Linked DNA regions of Mus musculus: region 2 is linked to region 1. A link is a contact called in public HiChIP or PLAC-seq data. All regions are on one chromosome and are shown on one strand. Each heading gives the region's core, a stretch centred on a gene start, on an enhancer-like site or on the middle of the called end of the contact. The rest is flanking DNA. Distances are from core to core; before and after follow the strand shown.

Region 1 (5,318 bases), core at 2,048-4,547:
ATGCTCTACAATGTATAGAGCAATTTTGTTTTTGTCCTTTTGAGACAGTGCCTCACTATGAATTCTCCAGGTATATCAGGTTGGCCTCAAAGTCATAGAGATCTGCCTTTCTAGTGCCTGGATTAAAGATTTGCATCAATATGTCTGATGACAAACAATCTTTTTATTAAGGTGTACCTTACATACCATATAGTATAAATCCACTCACTTTGGATGTAATCATATCTATATATTTTAATAACAAATGACTATATATAATATATTTTAATAACAAATGACTATATATATAATATATTTTAATAACAAATGACTATATATATGGATTTGATGTAGCCAATTAAGTGCTCTATCTCTGAGCTATATCTGGAGCCCTTGTACTTAAATATTTTACAATAAAAACAAGAAATATTTATATATTTTGTTTGGACATTTATATATCAGTATACATTACTAATAAGTTAATTTTTCTACTTTCCTGCATACTATAGTTTATAAAATTTCTGCAATGAATTATGTTACCTTGGAAAGAGTCAAATAGTATGAAGATAAACCTATAATAATACCAGGGGCTAGGGAGATGGCTCAGCAGTTAAAAGTGCTTTTCTAGAGGGCCTGGGTTCAGTTCCCAGCACCCACATGACAGTTTACAACCGTCTGTCTATAACTTCTGTTCCAGGCATCCAATGTCCTCTTCTGGAAACTGCAGACACTGCACATACCTTGTACACATATAGACATACAACAAAACACTCAGACACATAAGAACAAATAAATCTTAAAATAAAAAAACACAGCAGCAACAAGAAGTGATTGAGAAGCCTTGTTAAGTAGGTCAGATATTTTAAAGGGGGCCTTGAAAGAGGATAGCAATTTGAATGGAGGAGTCAAATATAGAGAATGTCTAGTAGATTGAGGAAAGACTTCCTAGCTGAACCTGTCAGAGTCAAGTTGGAAGAATGCTTTGAGGAAATCTGGGATCCTTGGAACCTAATATTAGGAAACAGAAGCTGCTGCCTGGTTAGTGACAATGGGTGTCTGCAATTGATTAGTGATGTCTGCATGGATATAAGAATGGAGGGAATAGCTACAATCAAACCACAGATTTCCTCCCACTAAAGTGCACAAAGTAGAGTCAGCTCAGTTCTACTCTACAGACTTTGAGAAAACATGTGGTGAGTTCTATATGTGGAGCTGAAAAACTATACCTCTAGCTCTCATCTAAATTCTCCAAATTCCCATGAATAGGGTCCAACCTAGACAAGCTCCACTCTACTTGCTAACACTGGCCTTGCCTGAGGTCACCCAATGACATGTGGTATTTCCATTGTGCCAGAGAGAGTGAAGAATACAAACAGGGAAGAGGGGTGGGGTGGCGAGCTGAGAAGGGTTAGAACCACAGCCTCCCCAAGCCCTGAGTTACTGAAAATATCCTGTATGACAGCTGAATGCAGCCATCTCTCCTTGAAAGACAGCTTCCATCAAGTCCAACTGAAGATATTTTTAGTATATCCTGGGTACCAAATAACTGCTCCTGTGTCCTGAAAAATGATGAATTCATTCAAACAACAAGTCAGGACCCTGGGTATCAGTCAACTCCAGCCAGTCATAACAGCTGCCAAATATAAAATATTACATGTACCCTGTGAGCCTTGGTTTGCATTCTCTTCAACATGCATATTCAAGAATCTCATTCCATCCCAAGCTGTCAGAGATGGTGACAGTTGCATGAGGGGCAGGGCGCGGGTCCTCTAGCTTTATGGAGAGAGATTATTTTTTAACCAAAATTATTTTCCATTGTAAATGTTTAAATCCATATTAAGTCCAGATTAATGCAGGCAGCAGCTTCAAAAGATATCAACTGGGGTGTGTGTGTGTGGGGGGGGAGGCGATAATAATAAATGAAATGGTTCAGGACAGGTCCCATCACAAGGAATATTTTCAGACTAGAAAAGAAAGTTGTTTGGATTAAAAAGATATCTAAAGAAAATATGTTTCCCAGGGATAGCTGGCTCCTTTCACAGACACCCAAACTTTGTACACAAACCAGGGCCTCACACTTTTTTTTCCCCCTTTTTCTTTTTCACATGATTGGAATTAATAATGTAGATAAACCCTAAACAAATCGGGATTAGTGTTAACTGTGTTTTGAGATTTAGGAAGCAATTGGAAAGAGAGAGAGAGAGAGAGAGAGAGAGAGAGAGAGAGAGAGAGAGAGAGAGAGAGAGAGAGAGAGAGAGTTGCTTAAGAAAAAAACAACCAAAACTCTGAACTGCCTGGACTGCCTGGATTATGGGATGGAGAAAGGAGTCATGGGAAGGGGGTGGGGGAAGGGCGAAGAGTAACAGCAAGGAGGGACCAGCTGAGCTGGCTAATCAAAGCCCTTCTAATCATAGCAACTTTGGAGATGTGTTCAAAGGCTCTTTCCTGACCACAGGCTGGGCGAGGTCACAAGTGAAATGCAGTTGCTGGGGAGGGGGAGGGGTGTCCGGGATTTGGGGAGAGAACTCTGCCATCTCACTTGGAGAGGGGAGGCCTCTTGGAGCATCTCAGGAAACTGGCCCAGCTCTCTAGCGGGGAAGGAACAATTCCACCCCGGACTTGCACAACCTGTAAAGAGATGAAATATTCCACCCCAGCATGTTTGTTCCTGCCTGGAAAGTTCTTCCTAGAGGACGGGTCTCGGGCATGAGAATCATTTTCTTTTCATGGACAAATCATTGCATGACAGAGTGAATTTTAATGAAGTCGTTTAGATTCTTTGATGTATCTCCGCTTGAGTCATTGAAAATGGCCCCAGCACATGGACTCGGACAATCCATTTCTTACCTTTACAGGAACCCCTTAAGGCTCACGATGATGCAGACCAAGTGCATTTCTTTTCGTCCCCTTTGAAAGCTCAATTCCCAGTAAAGAAAGGGCCGTAGAAGCTCTTCATTTAGCCAAAGGAAATAGTGTCTCCAGACACATATGGCTGAAGAGCTGGCTATGCAGCCAGAGTGAGGCGAGGGCATGGGGCAAGCTTTGCAACGACGATGTCGACCTTCTCCACCACGCTGGTCTCAATGGATGCAGGCATGGTTTAACTTTCTCCTTCCCCGCCTGCTACTGAGCTGCCAGCTACACAGCTCCCCTTTGCTGTGACCTCTCCTGGTGCCTGCTTCAGGTGGCTTCTCTTTGTTACTATTTTGTCCTAACCTTCCAGCAACCAGGCTAGTCTGAGGTTTCTTGGAACTTTTGGGGGGTTCGAGAGATCGTGTCCCCCCATCTGTTTCCTGTTCCGCTTTTCAGCATTTCCTCTTCTCTCGCACAGCACTGAGAGCTCGAGGCTTGGGACATGCACGCCCTGTCCCTGTCTTGTAGTACAGGAGTTTATTATCTTTGTAGGTTTTTTTTTTTTGTTCCCTCCTCCTGGAGATGCATCAGAATGGGAAGACCTGAGAGCCATGGGGGCTGGGTGACTTTTTTTGTTTTGCAATGTCTGTTGCCTGTAGATTGTGCAGTAGATTGGTACCAAGAAAAAAAAAAAAAGCAGCGTGCATTTTAAAGGACTCTTGATAGTTACCATGGTGATATGAGATTTTGGTAAATAAAAATATATTCTGGGGAACAAGAACTAAGTCAGAGGTTTAACCTTCAGAAAACCCTCATTAGACTAACGATGGGTGAAAAATGAAGGACAAATGCTAAAATCATGGACACGAAGTAGTGTGAACACAATTTCAGCCTAAAAATAAAGGTTTTTATTTTCCCAGTTGAAATATATATCCTTACAAGCAATCCCAAACACCATCCAAAGGCAAAACAATGCACTGTTAGGGGTACATGATCTTCAGGCTTCAGAGGTCTGCATAAAGGGCATTTGTCTTACAGATAATGGGCATCTCCCAGACACCAGCTCTTAAAAAAAAAAAAAAAAAAAAAAAAAAAAAAAAAAACCACGGAGGCTGAGCCATCAACCTAGGACCCATTGCTCTGATCTCCACTTGAACAGATCCCCCGATGGTACTACGATATAGTACACTGGAAGTGGAACCTACCGATACAGTGAGACACAATTACTCACACTTGTATCATAGAGGCACATATACCGTTTTCCATGTAGATAGACACGCATAAATACACAGCTTTCCCTATCTCTCAGTCCTCATCTGCCCACTCAGCCAAATATATGTTTAAAACACGTGAGAAAGTTACATGTATATAGGACCAGCCCGGATTTTTTCCTCTTACCAATGTTCCCTGAACACACACAGTAAAACAATTTACACAGAACCTACATGGCATTAGAGACACGGGATCTAGAAGTGACCTAATGTGTAGGAAGATGTGTGTAGGTTACATGCAAATACCATGTTACTGTACATGAAGGACTCAAGCAGTCACATACAGACTTTGGTATCTGAAAAGGGCTTTTGAGTCAGTCCCCTAAGATGACTGTTGATGTGTATGTAGACACACACACACACACGCACACACACACACACACACACACACACACACACACACACACACACAAGATTGGGGTGAGGGTTGAGCATGCTCATTCAAAAAATTCGAAATCCAAAAAGTTCCCAAACTTTTTGAGTGTCAATTTGAAGCTATGTGTAGAAAATTCTTCACCTGACCTCAGATGACAGATTGTCATCACAGTGCAGGTACACTAAAAATATTGTATAAAATATCTTCAGGCTATGTGTATAATGTGCAATGGGAAGGGTAAATAAATATCAAATTAAAATGGATCATGTTCCCCCATGACTCATTATGCATATGCAAATATTCCAAAATTGAGGGGGAGGGTGGGGAATCTGAATCATCAAATACTTCTGGCACTAAATATTTTGGATAAAAAAATACAGAGAAAGAGAGAAAGAACAAAACTTTTTCTGATAATACAAAAGTCAGGCTTATTGGAAGTACTGCTAGTAGATAGGTGGTAATTTCTATTTAACTAAATAATTTTTGGTACTGAGAAATAACTGTCTAATTAAAAAAAAACCAAAAAAAATACAAAAAAATCAAAAAACAACAACAACAAAAAAAACCAACAAAAAAACCCAAACCCATGACCATTAAAGGCAATGATAGACTTGGGATGCAGCTCAGTAGAGAGGGGGTTTGTCCTTTATGTACAGGAGCCCAGGTTTGATCTCCAGCACTTCCTAAACCAAGTGTGGTAGCACCCTCATCCCTACCCCTGCAGTTGGGAGGCAGAAGCAGGACCACTGGGGGATCAGACAACGGTCTGGAGGGTGAGGCAGTCTGAAGTAGATTTTCAGAGAATCAATCCCAGGATTGTGAGGAGACATCTTCCAAAA
Region 2 (5,318 bases), core at 1,161-3,660, 170 kb before region 1:
CATAATTAAAAATAAAAAATAAATCTAAAACAAAACACTAGGAATATCGTCCAAGGGGCAAAGAAATCATGCCCAGATCTGCTTTTGCTTGGAGCCTGGTAAAGAACCATTCAGTGTTTTACACCGTAATAGCCTCTGTCAACTGATGCACCTAAGTCGGGAAGTGTTAAACCGTGCACAAGTGAGATTTCATGGGCTTAGTGATGGTGTCCCAACAGCCCCAGGAAGGATTCTGCAAGTGTGACCAGGTGACACATACTTGCACAGATCCTCCGAAAAACAGGAAGCCCACTGTCCAGAAGACCCCAAAATTTAATCTAGACCCTGAGCTTCGTGTTGGCTGGTGAGTCCACCCTTGCTGCTTGTGGCAGGAACATAAGTCGACCGGGAAGTGAAAAGTGCTGGCTCAGTCCATTCTTCGAGGAACACATGGCCACGGAGAGACTCTGATTACTGTGGGGTCTGGGGCGGGCAGGGGGCAGGGCAGTCATGAGGTCTGAGACAGGGAGAGCTAGGAGTCAGAACCCAGTCTGTGCTGTTTCTCCAGAAAACTTCATCGATAGGAAATGACAAAGGGGAAGGGGGGGGCGGGGCGGGGAGTCTATGACAAAAACATTTAATACTTACTATATTGGTAGCTACTTAAGGGGGAGAAAAAAAGAAAAAGACACGCCAGCTTTTATAATCTATAGTATTCTAAATACAGATTTGGGATTTAGTCTCCCATTCGATACTTGTCTCTCATCTATGAGATCTTCCTTACCCATCCACCCTAAGTCTTGTGGAGGTCTTCCCATCCTGGCCTTAGACACGGCGGGCCTGAATGTGATTTGGTCCCCATAAAGCAATGAGCACACACACTCTGCCTTGGAGATGACAAGTCACCCTTCACCAACCAGAGGAGGTTTGTTTCCTGGCTGTATCAGCCACCCCTCCTATCCAGTGGGTGCACCGCCACGTGCCCCCATCTATGCTTATCCCTCAATGTCTTCTCAGTTCACCCCTCACCCCAGGCAGGCTAAAAATCAACACTTCACTGCTTCCTTTGATGGCATCCAGAACTCTTCTACCTCCTCCCAAGCCCTCCTCAAAAGACCCCTTTTCTGTTTCCTTCCTCCTAGCTACTGGGGCTGCTGAGCACAAGCAAGGAGACGGTGTATAGCCAGGTCATCTGGCCCAGTCCAGTTTCAAAATGGCACCTCAGGATGTTAACATTTATTTTAAATAACATCTCCTGACTAAAGTAATAAGAATTCAGTATGTATAGGTATAGGTATAAGTATGTAAAGAAATCAATATCCACAAAGAGACCTTCAAGCTAAAGGGGGAAAAAAAAATCACTTGTAATGCCACCAGCCAGAGGACTTGAGAACACAGAGAGACAGGCAGTTTCCCATGCCTCTCTCTCTCTCTGTGTCTCTATAGTTCTGGGCTTTCTCTATCAACCTCAGATGCCCTGCTCCTTATAAGGGGAAGGATTTCTCTTAACTTAATTTAGCATGCACTTTTCCCACGACATCATATGCTCTTCCTAAGTTAGCACGAACAGCCCCAGTAGATGCTGCACCTACAGACACGGCATAAATTGACCAAATGTTACTACATTTAAATAGACAGTCCAATAATCCCCAATATTTCACTATTTGTATCTGCAATAAAAGCCCATGAATCTCTGTATGCATAAGAAGAACCACACACATGAGCAGCGGCCATGCCTGGAGTCCACCCAATAGGACCAAGTGGCTGTAAGCACCACAGTGACTACACCAAGTCATTAGGTCCTTGCAAGAACCCATTTTACAGATGAGAACAGAGAGGCTTGTAAAGCTGAATACAAGCTGAAGGGGTGCTCTAAGTCAGCCTCTGAAGCCACAGTAGTGCCTCTTACTACAAACCTAGCACTTGCCCATGGTATTCTGGTTCAATTTCCTTAGCATACACTTTAAAGAAGAAGAAGAAGAATGGCTGGTTCTAAAGGGAAAGATATTCAAGACTATGGCGTGTAAGCCAACCTGTCTTCCAACAAAGATCTTCCAAGTCCCACTAGCATTGGCCCCGGGCGTCAAGTTCCCTGCACCATCAATAGTGGTATATTTGCGTGTGAAGACAATGTTGCTCCAGCAGGTAAGAAACTACATTTCAACCTACCTCCTTTATTGGTTAAGACTGACTACATCGGCAGCTATTTGTGAGGTGCACGCTATTTCTATGACAGGAGCTGTTATCCTTTGCCCTGCTGATTAATCCAAGGGTTTCACAGGACTCTATAGTCGGTCCCTTCTCCACTGGACTGCGCCAGAGTCCAGTGTCCCACAAACAGCTGGACTAGAGTCCCACTTACTCATACCTCGGCTCAGACAATGCTCTCCTAGTCCCTCCTTTGAATCACAACACTTCCTGACAGTGGATGCTGCCATGGCTTCACTTCCTCAAAAGCTGTCTGCCTGGTCCCTGGTGAGTTCCTCCTTCCCTAAGTGATTGCACAGGACACCAGACGGCTTGCTGTGTGCCAGAACCAACCGTGGGACTCAATGAAATTGCAAAGATGTCAGGCCCTACTCCACCCACCCACCCACCCACACCCACACCCACACCCACACCCATACACACACAGAGAGACAAATCAAGTGCCCTTCTGGTAAGGACCAAGTATCCCTTCAAGTGAGCAAGGGGATACCGCTGTCTCTAGGACTCCACCCCTCTCCATCCTAGGTCACCCATGCCAGCCCCACCTTGGGTCAATGGCTCGGGTCAATGGCTCTCACTCTCTTACATTATCTTCTGCCATCTCCCCTGCCTTGAGAACTGCTCACCACTGCATCCTTAAATCATCTCCCTTCGCTTCTCTGACTCACTCTCTTGGCTCTCCTCCCTCTCCGATCTCCACATCACCTGCCCTCTTCCCATTCCTAAGTTCTCTGGGCTATATACTTTCCAATAAAAATTCACTATGATTGCAACCCGCAGAAATCCCTCCCCGTGACTCTCCTGCTGCATTTAAGCTCTGTGGTACTTCTTCCTCTTGGCTCTCTGCTCTCATCTCTGTATATCAACTACCTTAACTACTTCTGTGGTTTCAATTACTGAAATTACGAACTGACTCCCAAAAAGTCCATTCCGGACTTATGGCATGAACACCCGCCCTCCCTCCCGCTTCCAGCAGACCACAAGCTATCTCTAAGTGGCTAGCTTTCCACCACTCACAACCTGTCCTGACAGAGCATGCCCAAAGGGGGCTGCCCCGCACTGTCTGACCCTGTCTCTCTGGAAGGAACTCTTGGTACCACCTTTGATTGTAGAAAACTAGAAAACCACTTTATGCTTTCTCTCCCCAAGAACCAATGGCCAAACTACTTAGTCAAGTCTTAAACTCTCCACGCTGGCTTTACGTCCTCTCGGGTCTACTCTCTCATTACAGCGACACCCACTTCGGTGGTATAACAGCGGATGTGTGTGAGCTTCCTTTTTCCTTCTTCCTAAATTTCCTGAGAGGAAGTTTGTCACCTAGCTCTGAGCAGCCTCAGTACATAGATTTTCTTTTCTTTCCCTAAGAACTTGGGCCTTTTTCATTTAAGGGCAGCACTTTGGGGGCTTCCCTGGAGCATATCTGAGTTGCAGGCATTACCAGTCTTTAACCTTGTGGCCACTGGTAAGTGAAATAAAGGTTTCTTGAACAAGGGCACCTCCACATTATGATAATCAAGGGGCTGAGAAGGCCAGCAAGGGATGCAGAGAGGGGTAGTGCATACAGCACAGATCCACTAGACAGAGGGATGGCTCATGATGCGAACTGATCAGAACCGAAGTGGCAAAAGAGTTTGCCACACTGGTTGGACTGTGAAACGTATAAACTGTTTCTGGAGTTTTCTACTGAGTGTTTCCAGGTTACTACCCATGACACTGACAGGGAGCTGAAATCTCAGAGAGCAAGCCTGGCTAGGGAGGGGCCCGTAAGTCAGTGAATCACCTGCTGTGCTTCTTTTCAAGGGGGTCTGGCCTCAACTTTCTACCCTCAAAACTTTGCATCTCTGTGCCCGCAGCGCCAAGCTCTCCTCGGAATTTACCTGGACCTTTAAGAGACACGTGATCGAGTTTCCCTTGGGGTGATACAGCCCACAGAAAGTTCTCTCCTCTCCAGAACCCTGAAGTCATCTCCACCATTCTGTTCTTCACTAAAATTATCTCCATGGCATTGTGTCATTGTGAATCCCCTAGCACAGGACACATGTAGCATACGATGGATAAATAGTGTATTTTTTTTTTCTATTTCATGCAGGGGTTCTCAAGCTGTGGGTCACAACGCCACAGGAGTGGCATATCAAATATTGCTGCATATCAGATATTTGTAGTACGATTCATAACTAGCAATATTACAGTTATAAAGTCATGACAAAATAATTTTACCACAACAATATTGGAGGATTGCAGCGTTAGGAAGGATGAGAACCACTGATCTAGAGGAATCTTAAATAGTGGAAACGTGAATCTCTGCCTTGATTTCTTTGAGTTTTTGTCTTTTGAGACAGGGTCTCACTATGTAGTCTTGGCTGGCCAGGAACTCGGGGTATAGACCAGGCTGGCGTCAACCTCACAGAGGTCGCCTATGAGGGGTGTGTGTGTGTGTGTGTGTGTGTGTGTGTGTGTGTGTGTGTGTGTGCACATATATACACACACATTCAGAAAAGATATAATACTGAATAATAATAACAACCCACCAAAGACTTCTCTAATTGTCTCAGTATTTTGTACTTTTGGGTGTTAGATTGGTCATTTCTCATTCTAAAGTTACTGAAGGTCTGATGTAACGGAAGTCTAAGAAGCCAAGCAAATCCCTGAGTGCAATTGCTCAGAGGGAAGAGCCTATCAGGGAATATGAGAGTGGACTGTGCTTTCTGTCTGCCAGAACAGGTTATCAAAGCCAAGTTCACTAGCAAAACAGAAAGAGGAGCTCACAAGTGCCCCTGAACTACTGGGTGTTTCTCTTCATCGTCAGAGCAATCCCCTCAACAACAGAAGGACTGCTGAAGTTCAAGGCTGTGCGGACGGACGTCAGAGAATCCAAACTTAGGCAGACTCCCTGTCTACGTTGCCAGTTCAGGGCTTCGGCAAGAGGCGGGCCCTTCTTTGATGTGTGTCAGATTCGTGAGATACAAACTACACACTAGCAGAGGCTTTCCTCTGGTCCTGTGGTAGCCATGTCCAGTACCTAAGAGCACCACCAAAGTCTCCCGGAAGGGAAAATATATCCATATCAACAACTCAGCCAGCCAGTTGTCACAGGTGATGGGAAAGCCAGAAAAGGGTGACAGGAGAGGTGG

The links. HiChIP or PLAC-seq counts read pairs in DNA pulled down with a chosen protein or histone mark.
Region 2: a contact with region 1 is called in an H3K27ac HiChIP or PLAC-seq map of microglia, with 4 times the contacts expected there. The contact joins two enhancer-like sites. A contact is called at or near these places in 3 of 115 datasets of contacts at active chromatin or transcription factors (embryonic stem cells, fibro-adipogenic progenitors and microglia) and 3 of 9 other capture datasets (adipose tissue, liver and pancreatic islet).

Annotation. Positions count from the first base shown.
Region 1 is chr8:108,610,125-108,615,442 of GRCm38.p6, reverse strand. It overlaps a transcript of Zfhx3 not described here. Among named protein-coding and RNA genes, the nearest start is that of Lncbate1, 28 kb to the right of the region's middle. Within about 2 kb of position 3,297, at least 60 of the 459 cell types and tissues checked have an H3K27ac peak or open chromatin away from gene starts, as enhancers often do. A contact at or near this core is called in microglia, where this site is marked.
Region 2 is chr8:108,778,478-108,783,795 of GRCm38.p6, reverse strand. All of the region lies in intron 1 of Zfhx3 (zinc finger homeobox 3), which reads right to left. Among named protein-coding and RNA genes, the nearest start is that of Zfhx3, 66 kb to the right of the region's middle. Within about 2 kb of position 2,410, at least 36 of the 459 cell types and tissues checked have an H3K27ac peak or open chromatin away from gene starts, as enhancers often do. A contact at or near this core is called in microglia, where this site is marked.